3 separate regions of the Mus musculus genome follow, and regions 1 and 2 are each linked to region 3. Evidence: chromatin contacts called from public promoter capture Hi-C data. All regions are on one chromosome and are shown on one strand. Each heading gives the region's core, a stretch centred on a gene start, on an enhancer-like site or on the middle of the called end of the contact. The rest is flanking DNA. Distances are from core to core; before and after follow the strand shown.

Region 1 (3,710 bases), core at 170-2,669, 1.1 Mb after region 3:
TTGAATCCCAGCACTGGGGAGGCAGAGGCAGAGGCAGAGGCAGAGGCAGAGGCAGAGGCAGAGGCAGAGGCAGAGGCAGAGGCAGAGGCAGAGGCAGAGGCAGAGGCAGAGGCAGAGGCAGAGGCAGAGGCAGAGGCAGAGGCAGAGGCAGAGGCAGAGGCAGAGGCAGAGGCAGAGGCAGAGGCAGAGGCAGAGGCAGAGGCAGAGGCAGAGGCAGAGGCAGAGGCAGAGAGGCAGAGGCAGAGAGGCAGAGGCAGGTGGATCCCTTTGAGTTTGTGGCCAGTCTAAACCATATAGTGAGTTTCAGAACAGCCAGGGCTGTGTGGAGGGACCCAGTCTCAAAACAAGAAAGCAAGCAAACAAACAAACAAACAAAGTAACTACTAAATCAATCAAACAAACAAACAAATAAACAAATTAACTAACTAATAAAATAAATTACCTAATAAAACAAATAAAAAACACGAGAAAAAAAAATGTCCTTCTTGGAGTCATCTCTACCAGAATGGTTATATAAAATGAAAATCAGCAAAAAGGATGGCACTGAAATCTTTAAGTTGTGTGTCTCATTTTTCCTCCTTTGGTCAGGTCCAAAGGAAACTCAGAGTTAACTGCGGTGCTATTAGCATATCAAAGCACTGTCTCCACCTTGCAAGTACCTGCTAGCATCCTGGCTAGTCTCAGCTCTTCTCACCCCACCCTCCACCCTAAACTTCTTTACCCCTGCTTTCCTTCGCCCAGCTGCGTGTTCCTACAGGATCCTGACATTTTGGTCGTTCCTTCTCTTGGCTTTTAGCTCTCCGCGATCTTTATCTACGTCTTCTCTGTCTTCTCTTCTTCTCTTCCTCACCCCCACCCCATGTGCCACCTTCGCATGGCCTGGTTCAGTCTGTGGCTCATATTCAGTGTTCTACAAACTCTCCCTGTTCTAGACTCTTTCAGATGCCTCGGGCTATACTCCCGCTAGTATCTACAGTAAAAACCTCCTCAAACACGACTTGGAAAGGTCATGCCCGTATTTATTCACAGTTACCACGTAGTTTGGTCTACTGAAGAAAATAAAAACCTCATAGAGGCAAAAATGCATGTGACACTTGCTTTAAATTGCCCCTCCCCCCCTTTTTCCTATTATTTGAACTTATGTGGCATTTGTGTTTTGTCTTTTATGATCTATGTCCTTTATCTTTTTTTTCCCCCTTTAACCAACCTATTTACTCACAAATAAACACTGCCCCTTTTCTGCCCAGTACACATATATATCCCACACCTCTCTGGTGATTTTTCTTGTCTGTGGCCGGGTGAGAAGGCAGATAGTTGCTTCCCGTGCTGGTGCTCACCTCCATCACTCTCCACCAAGGGTAGCCCAGGGTCTGGGCCGAAGACTGGTTACCATGAGTCTTTACCAACTTAGAGCCTCGCGAGTTCCGCACCCTGCTGGCACCCGCTGGCTGCCCGCCTGCCTCGGAGCGCGCGCCCGAGCCCGTCCCCGCCGCTGGGAGCGGCTCTGATCGGCTGCGCCCTGCTTGAGCGGGCGCGGGAGGACGCGTCCGGGATCCCGGCGGGTGCGGGCGGGCAGCGGGGCGAGAGCGGTTCGGACCGTGGGTTTTCGAGTCACCAGAGCCGCCTGCCACTGCTCACTCGGCTGGAAAGTTCTACGGGCTCCATCGGGAGCGTCGTGAAGGCCGGGAAGGTAAGCTGAGAGCCGCGCGGGAGTGGCAGCCCAGCAACTTCGCAGGGCTGCCCGGACCGGGAACGGGGAAAGGCTCAGACCCCCGTTGCGCGTCCCCTCTGTGCGCGCCCTGGAGCCCGGTGCGCGCCGCGTGGCTTGCAGCTCCCCTAGGGATCGCGGGAGAGCGAGCGGTCCTCCCCCCAACGAAGCTGCCAGACCAGTGCTCCAGAACCTTCGCGGCGCCCTAGGCACCTGGTGCCCCAAGGAAAATATTTCGAGAGGAAAAGCAGATCCTGGGGCCCTGGCAGGTGTGCGTTTCACCATGGGCGAGTCATGCCCTGTAACACTTTCCTTTCCAAGACTAAGACCCCAACTGGGGTCTGTGCAGTTAGGGCGTGTGGTAGGTGCTGGGGTCAAAGGGCAGCTAGACTCTGACCTGCTTTCTGTACTTGGAGATCCCCTTGCCAGAGAAAGAACGACATTTATACACCCCACATGTCATCTCATCATCAAGATTGGTTTTAGCGGTTTAGTTTTGAGAGTCTGTATTGTAGGAAAGGATCAAAGACAGTGTCAAAATGCAGTACAAAGATCGAGGGGGAGAAATTTCAGCCAGGTAACATCTGGGGAAAGTGAAAAAGAAAAAAAGAAAAAGAAAAAAATACTAAAAGGATAAACATTTAATAAATTAATGGAAAGTAGGTTTAGAATCCCACTTTTAAAAGAAAATTGAATCAAAAATAACAAAATTACCCACCCTCCTGATGTTTCTGTTTCAATTTGCACGCTTGCAAAAGTGCAATTAAACTTAGTGACAGCCTTGGAAAAAGTATTATTGGTGCCTGTTGTTGTTGCCTTTTGTGACTATTTTGTTTCCCTGCTCATTTTTTAATTCTAAAATCTATTGCACGAAATATTTATTCTAAGCTAGTACAGTAATTAGGTGTTGTCCTTCATGGTAGAAAACAACAGCAACAGAGCTATAGACACAAACAAAAAAAATGGACCTCAGTTTCCCCATTTGCAAAAATAAAGGGATTAATTGGTTCCAGTTTCCAAATAACCCGAGGTTCTTCTGTCCTGGAAAATCTGTGTGTGGTCTTCAATAGTTTGAGATACTAAGCCAAACTGAAATCTAAAGCATTCTCTGTTGTCAAAACTTTATGGTTAAACAGGAGGCATTCAATAGTTAAGCTTATTAATCCAATTAGTTTTTCAAAATAGCTGAATCATTGTGTAGCCTGTGCTTGAGAATGCTTTCGTTCGTTCTATGCTGTTGATGTCACAGGAAGCCAAGATCCCAGAGTACAATCTTCAAGGCTCACGTGGACAGCTACAGCCCCTCTGTCTGCTCTTTCTGACCAGGAGAATCTGGAAGCATTCGCTATGATGTGTAACAAAGCAGATTTCAAAACTGCTTTGGAAAATGTCTATGATGGATATGCAAACCTGTTGAGGGTTTTTTTTTTTTTTTTTGTAATTATACTGTTCAGCTAGGGTTATGAGTGATACAGAGTTTGATTGAATTTACCTGTGGAAAAGAGGAACATATTAAATTACTAATTACATTTTTTAAAGGAAAGAGGGAAAAATCCTCCTTTATCTAAGTATAGAAATTGGGTAAAATATGTTAATGGAAAAATTATTATTGGTATTAACTAAAATAAATAACTAGAACTTGATGGATTAAATCACCTGGAGTACAACCATGGAGAGTCCTCCTCCAGCCCAGGGAGTCCTCCTCCAGCCAGGAGATGGGTTAAATCACCTACAGTATAACCATGGGGAGGCCTCCTCCAGCCCAGGGAGTCCTCCTCCAGCCCAGGGAGTCCTCCTCCAGCCAGGAGATGGGTTAAATCTCCTGCAGTATAACTGTGGAGAGTCCTCCTCCAGCCCAGGGAGTCCTTCTCCAGCCCAGGGACTCCTTCTCCAGCCTAGGGACTCCCCCTCCAGCCAGGAGGATCCAGGGCTAATTCACACAGATCTACAGTGACTTGTTACTTTGTGTTCTTTAACAGAAATAACCCCCTGAGGCTGTCAC
Region 2 (3,410 bases), core at 711-3,210, 1.2 Mb after region 3:
GGATATGACACCCATTAGTCTCCGAGGGCTCCTGTAATGATTTGTATAGACTAAAGCAAAAATATACACATGCACAAATAAAAATAATAAATAAATCTTTCAAAATTAGAGGGTAAAACCCAGAGCTTTCCCATACGGCTAGTCTTACTGGATGGCTTGCTCTGGGGAACCCCTATCTCTGCTTTCTTGATGATGGACTTAGAGGGGGCATCCTCCCAGGATTAAGGGGTCAGAACTTTAATCCTCTTGCTTGTACAGCAAGCATTTTAATGGCCAAACCTTCATTTCTCAAGTCCTATGAATTATTTTAGTAGCAATCTAGAACAAGAGTGTTCTAAAATTTACTCACTGTTCTGTGGTTAGAATATAGGCTAATTCCAGATCTCATATAATGAGCCATCCCCCAATGAACAAACAGCCACACAGGGAAACCTTTTATTTACAGCGATCCACACCCATACCTCGAATGTATTTAATTGTGGGAGCCAAAATGGCAGACAGAACATCTAGAAATTAACAGACTGAATAGTTAGCGATAAAACACCCAGAATCTGCATTAACACCATTCTAAAACCTTTGCGGGTGTGATGAAATTCAGCTCTCAACACAACCCTAAGGGGCTGGAGACATGGTTCAGTTAGTAAAGTCCTTGCTGCACAAGAATGAAGACAGAAGTTTGATCCCCCAAATCCATGTTAAAAAGTCGGATGTGGAGGTTCAGTTTGTAATCCCAAACTGGTGAGGGTGTGACAGGCAGGTTCCTTGAGGCTCCCTGGTCCGCTAGACTAGCTTAACCGGGAACTTTCAGGTTAATGCGAGACTCACAAGACAAGACTGATGGTCCCTCTGCATGCCCTGGGACATACACTCATGAAGAGAGGAAGAGGGGGAAAGAGGAGAGCGCGTGGGGAGAGCATGGGCATGAAGGTGAGATGGGGGGAGGGAGAGATTTGAGAGCAGGCTCTCTTGAGGTGGAGGAAAGAGGAAAACCGCCACTGTGATCTCCTGCCATCCACCTTCTTTGAGACTTACTTTTCCTGCCCTGCCACTGAAGTTCCCAGGGACTCTCCCCTGTCCCCATGGATACACTGGGATAACAGGTTTTAGGCTGTTGCATCCTGCGTTGTGGAACTGAAAACTCAGGCTTCTCGCTGGTAAGCACTTTACTACTGAGCCAACTCCTCTTTAAAGATTTTAAAGGTTCAATAATGCTGGGACCAAGCCAAGCCATCAACACAGGGGCCTGTGGGGAATGCCCCAGAGCCAACTGGAGCAGACAGATTGCAACTTGGTCTATACTACTTGGCTCTGGAATAGCAGGCGTGCTCTCTACTAGGCAGATTGGACCAATGTGCACCTCGGGGGTACTCTATACGCATCCTGACATAGCGGGGGTTCTGTTTTGATCTTTGATCCCACAGGACTGCGTTCTCTGTCACACAGAGGACACTTGGTGGTTATCGGATGTCCATTTAACCTTTCTATTTGTCCTATAAACTTCATCCCACCGATTTTTCATTACTGTGAACTTTCTTGCATTTCTTATCTGGTCCGGTATACCATGTCCAGTATAAATACTGATTGAAGAATATGTCCATATCCTATTTTTTCTCAATTTCTGGTCCTAAATGTAAGCATTTAACCTCGCTCCTTTGAAATCCAGCCTGCTAGCTTGTAGGTGGGATCTGGCTGGGCTATCAGGTGTCTCGGAGCAACAGCGCCCTCCGAGCCTCGGGCAACTCTCCGAGGGGTCTGTCCTCACTCCCCTGCCCTTTCCAGCGGGGGGCGACCCGCGTCCGCGCGTGTCCCCACTCATGCCCAAACAAGGAAGCGCGGGAGCGGGCGCGCGCACGCGGTGGGCCAGGCAGCGGGTCTGCGGGGAGCGGGGCTCCGCCCGCGGGGGCGACCTCGGGCGGCGCGTGCGCCGTGCGCCCCAGCCGGCCGCCGGGATGCCTATTTTAGTCAAAGCCTCCGCGAACGGGGAGCGGGCCGGGGCCGCGCTGCCTGGGGACCCGCCGCGAGCCCGTCCAGCCACCGCCGCTCGCCGCCGCCGCCGCCGTCGCAAACTTTGCGCGCGCCGCCGCCCCCGGGCCCCGGGACGCGCAAGGTAAGGAGCCAGAGCGCGCGATCGCGCGGGAAAGTTGGGCACGGAGCGGCCGAGCAACTTGCGATGCGCCCGCGTCCCGCGTCGTCCTTGCAGCCGCCCTTCGCCTGCCCGCGCCCCGGTCCCTCGGCGGGACAGCGGGGGGCCGCGGAGCTGTGGACGCTGACACTGCTGTGAGAGCAGGGCGAGCGGGTCCCGGGTGGGGGAGCAGTGGGAGCCACGGGTCCTCGCCACCCGCCCGCGTCCTAGAGAAACGGGTGGCTGCCAGACGGATCCCACAAAACCGTCGCCCCGAGCCGCCCGGAGGTGCGCGGAGAGTCCGGGAAAATATCAGTGAATTGCGCGTCTCCTCAAAAGGTTTTTGCTCATCGCTATTCATCTTCTTCTTTTTTTTTTTTTTTTTTTTTTTTTTTTTTTTTTTTTTTTCTAATTTGGTCAAGGTTTAATGTGCTAGCTTGCTTCCTCGGTCAGGTATGTAGACCTGCAGATGCCTATTTGAAAACCAGTAGATGGGCACGCTTTTACTACAGTGAGTAATTTGGGGAATTAGACGTGGAGGATCTGATGAGAAAGATGACGTTCTGATTTTGACAGTTTACAAATTCATCCAGTAATCTAACCTTCTTCATTAGATCATCATTCATTATTCGTATAAGGGCAGTTCAGTGTAGGCCACTTAAACCTATTAAGAAGTGATTAAGCAGGCCGTTAGACTAAGTCATTGGATAGCGAAAAAAAATTGAACTGATTTATGACAGGTAAGAAGCATTTCACAGCAATATATGTAACTATATATCTACAGCTGCATATAACATTTGCGTATCTTTAATAAGTGTAGCGTAGCAAAGTATGTTCTACAATATGCCTGCATTTAAACCTGGCCATTTAGGGCCGGTGAAAGAGCTCAGGCCGTGAAGGTACATGCCAGCACGCCTGGCAACCTGGGTTGTATCCCCAGGACCCGCGAAGTGGAAGGGGAGAGTCTCCAGCAAGCTGTCCTCTGACTTATGCACCCGTACACCACTGTAGAAATAAACACATGTAATGCATTTTAATAGCTATTAATATTTTCTGGTTTTGAGGAAAATAATAGTTTTCCTTGCCAATTTCCTTTGACCAGAAATGTAAGCTTTTAATGCCACTTCTAAAACCTAAAAGTGAACTATAGCAGATTAGGAGGTAGCATAGGCGAAATATGAGGGGGTGTTTGTGTCGATTAATTTAGTACAAAAATCTGCTTTTGAACATCACAACCCGACTGAGTTTTTTTGTTGTTGTTGTTTTGTTTTGTTTTTAGGGGTTTTCT
Region 3 (3,630 bases), core at 463-2,962:
TACCAGAGAGGGAAGAGATTGCTCAGTGGTAAAGGATGTAGAGAACCCACATTCTTTATGCTGAACCTCTGAATCTGGCAGCTTAGAACAGCCTGTAACAGCAGTTCCAAAGGACCTGATGTCCTAGGGTGTCTGTGCAATGCGCACGTGCACACACACACACACACACACAGACAGACACACACACACACCATTAAAAGTAAATACTAAATTTAAAAATAGAGAGAAAATACTAGTGAAAAATACTGTATCTGTATTGTCTATACAACTATTTTTCCTTGACATTATTTCCTAAGTAAGATATTTCACCACCACGTATACAGCACTTATAGCATATTCGGTATTAAGAATGTTCTAGAGATGATGAGGGATGGGGAAGGAAGCTGTGATGGCAACACAGCCTGAATTCCCAGTGCCCGGAAGGCTGTGGAATGAGGGTGAAGGTTCCGTTGGGTCTGGGCTAAACCTGGGACTCTAAGTGATAATGAAAACAACAACAATAAAGTCTGTGCTAGGACCTGGGCGCAGTGGAAGCTGCACTGATCATCTGGCCGTCTGCTTTGAACTTCTAGAACTTCCTCCCAGGTGGAGTGAAATGCTTGTAAAGATGCCCAGACTAGAAAAATATCCCAAGGGCTGGCAAGTACATTTGTTTCCAGAGCTTTTGTTAACACAGAGTTCCTCGGAGTTCTGAAGGACAGAATGAAGTGTTTCCTGATGGCCTAAAACACAGAAAGGTTCGAGAAGGAAAATCTACTTGTCACTTTGGTATCAGTTTGTTTTCTCTTGAATAAAATACCAAGAGTCGTGTGTTATTACATTTTGATAGACAGGAAACTAACCATCAATTCTGATAGGATAACTGAAAGTTACACATGCACAATAAAACCAACACACACACACACACACACACACACACAATCTATGTATAATTTAAAACAGGAGCCAAGTTTTTTTCCTTTTGGTGTTGAGACGTGAACCTTGGGACTGTCACAAGCTGGGCCAGCACCCTGTCACTAAGGTACAGTCGCAATCCTTATATTTTAAGAACGAGGTACTCCCTGGTTTGGCTACTCACTGAGTCTCTGGGGGACATTTACCCCAAGGCCACCTTTTCTCTATCCATTTAATAGAGTCAGCTAGCCCCTCTACTTCCTCCTCCTCTGGATCTGTGAGAATAGTGGAGACTAATATCCATGAACATGAGGTACTTTACGATTAAGGCGCTAAAATTAGAGTATTTCCAGAGCTCCAAGGCATTCCTAAAGGCATTCATTTTTGATTCCAACCCTTGGCTGCCCTGCTTTTCTCAGCTGCAGGTGCAGACTTAAGAAAGTCAAAACTAAGGTCCCATGAATGAGACTCTAGAGTACAGGCTGAGGGTCCTGGACCCTGTGGTATAGTTTCGGGGCGGGACGAACTTTGCAAAACCGGCTGAGCCACGGAGCAGGAGGGGATCGGAACACTCAGCGCTTACCTGGTCTCCCCGAAAGCCCCGGGCGGGTGAGGGATAAACACCCCACAGCTGGACGATGGAGACTGCTTCTTCTTGGAGCGCCAGATATGGAAGGTGGGGTGTTTCTTGGGGGCCTTGGACGGGCTGGCCTCCCTGGGGTCGCCCTGCGATGGTGGCGACAACGGCATCTCCTCTTGTGCCTCTTCTGCGGGCTCAGACTCAGTCCTCCCCGGGGCCCAGCGGTGCTGGAAGAACTCACCTGGGCGCTCGCTTGCCTGCCCTATCACGCTCGGCGCCGGACCCCGCCCCCTTGCCCCTGCGAGGGACAGTGGAGGGTTAAAGGACAGCGACTAAGCAAGGCTGGGAGGCGGGAGCTGGCTGGGTCGCTCCACAGTGCCCCCGCGCGGCCAGGTGCAGAGGTCTCGGGAGCCTCGGGTACCACAATCCCGCCCCTCGCCCCCGGATGCGGCGCAGCGCCGCCCCCTACCGGACATGTCGGGAACTGCCCCCCCCCAACCGGAGCCTGGTCCGGTTTCTGTAATAGCAGGGGTGCAGCTGCAGTGGGTCACCCACTGGAGTTCCTTGGCAGCTCTTGGCAATCCGGCTGGCTGGGTGAGTGGCTGCTTAGCCAACCCCATCTGGAGAAGGATGGGAGAGGCACGTCCCCTGTCCAGGCCGCCCAGCAATTAGGACTCCTTCACTCTGGGTGGTTTGGGCAATCACGTGCTGGGCGGTTTGTGATGCTGTTTGTAAGCACGGGAGTGCCAACTTCTCCACTCTCCTCAAGAGTCTGAAGAATTAGTTTGGATTCGCATCCCGTAAAGCATCAAGGGATTAAAAACCACACGGAGAAGGACATTAGCGAAGCTTTGCAGTTCTGAAAGGGCTCAATATACGCCTCACAGTGAATTGAACGTCAGACCCATAAGGTATGCGTCACATCTTTTACTGCTAGTAACTTTCTTTACTTAAGCAGCACTAATATGCAAAGGCAGTGGTATTAAGCGAAGGAAGTTCAGTAACAATCCTTTGGACATCATTAACATACGAAGAGGCTTAAGACCACTGCTCTAAAACGGAATGCCACCACGCTGCAAAGCCTTCTTCTTCGCTTCTTTGCAGATGCAGCTCATGATTTCAATCCTTCACTTACTCATCCAGAGAACATGCATTATTATTCCATTATTTTCTTTACGTTTGTTACAAGATATAGACTACATTGTGGTTAAAGCATACAAATCATGGTGGGCCCAGGAACACATGCCTGTTATTCCAGCACTTGAGAGGCAGAGGCAGACAGATCTCTGTAAGTTTCAGGCCACCCTGGTGGTCTACAGAGTGAGTTCCTGGACAGCCAGAGCTACACAGAGAAACCTTGTCTCAATAAACCAAAACCAAAACAAACCAAAAAACATAACAAAAATGAAACAAAACAACAACAAAAGGAAAGAAAATACCTCCACTCGGTATTAGTGTGTGAAAATTATTTATATTCTTGCTTCTGGCCATTAAAAAATGTGTACTCCTATTGCATGGTATGACTATCCCATAGTCAACTGTGGGTGGACATATAGATTGTTTTCATGTTGGAGTTATTATAAGTAAAGCTGGTGTGGTCCTCAGACATAAGCATTCATTTCTATTGGAGACACACACAGGGGTTCAAACTCAGTAAGAGGATGTGCATATATGCTCAGCACTGGTGAATCCTGCAGGGACAAGGTAACAAATGGTTTTGTAGCATTTTCATGTTTCTTCAAAAGTGTTTAAAAAATTCCAAATTTTAAAAGATCTGTACACACACACACATACACACACACATATATATTATGTTTGTGTATTTATGTGTGTGCGTTTGTTCTATCTGCATGTACACCTGCATGAAGGAAGAGGGACTCAAATCCCATTACAGATGGTTGTGAGCCACCATGTGGTTGCTGGGAATTGAACCCAGGACCTCTGGAAGAGCAGTGGACTGCTCTTAACCGCTGAGCCATCTTGCCATTATCCAGTCCCCAAATTCCAGTTTTTAAATCTATTTTACACCTAATTTGAATCTGAGTCCTTTAGCTGCTTGCTAACTACAAGGAAAATGTTGGCTTTCCAGGTTCCACCTCAGAGAAAAGGAATCCATGTGGTTAAAATTTGGCAGGCTGGAAAGATGGCTCAGTGGT

What was found. Promoter capture Hi-C pulls out the DNA fragments that hold promoters and counts their contacts.
Region 1: a contact with region 3 is called in a promoter capture Hi-C map of hippocampal neurons, with 4 times the contacts expected there. The contact joins the promoter of Popdc3 here to the promoter of Crybg1 in region 3. A contact is called at or near these places in 4 of 39 promoter capture datasets (hippocampal neurons, liver, pre-B cells and 1 more), 1 of 484 Hi-C or Micro-C datasets (embryonic stem cells), 1 of 115 datasets of contacts at active chromatin or transcription factors (embryonic stem cells) and 2 of 9 other capture datasets (adipose tissue and liver).
Region 2: a promoter capture Hi-C map of hippocampal neurons shows a contact between it and region 3, with 5 times the contacts expected there. The contact joins the promoter of Bves here to the promoter of Crybg1 in region 3. A contact is called at or near these places in 2 of 39 promoter capture datasets (hippocampal neurons and pre-B cells) and 1 of 9 other capture datasets (liver).

The regions. Positions count from the first base shown.
Region 1 is chr10:45,287,886-45,291,595 of GRCm38.p6, forward strand. Popdc3 (popeye domain containing 3) reads left to right here and starts at 1,420. Exons shown (of 4, transcript NM_024286.1): 1 at 1,420-1,690. Gm15934 (predicted gene 15934) reads right to left here and starts at 1,531. Exons shown (of 2, transcript NR_155869.1): 1 at 1,338-1,531.
Region 2 is chr10:45,333,775-45,337,184 of GRCm38.p6, forward strand. It overlaps Bves (blood vessel epicardial substance), which reads left to right and starts at 1,961. Exons shown (of 8, transcript NM_024285.3): 1 at 1,961-2,107.
Region 3 is chr10:44,147,116-44,150,745 of GRCm38.p6, forward strand. Crybg1 (crystallin beta-gamma domain containing 1) reads right to left here and starts at 1,713. Exons shown (of 22, transcript NM_001368305.1): 1 at 1,478-1,713. The coding sequence starts at 1,644.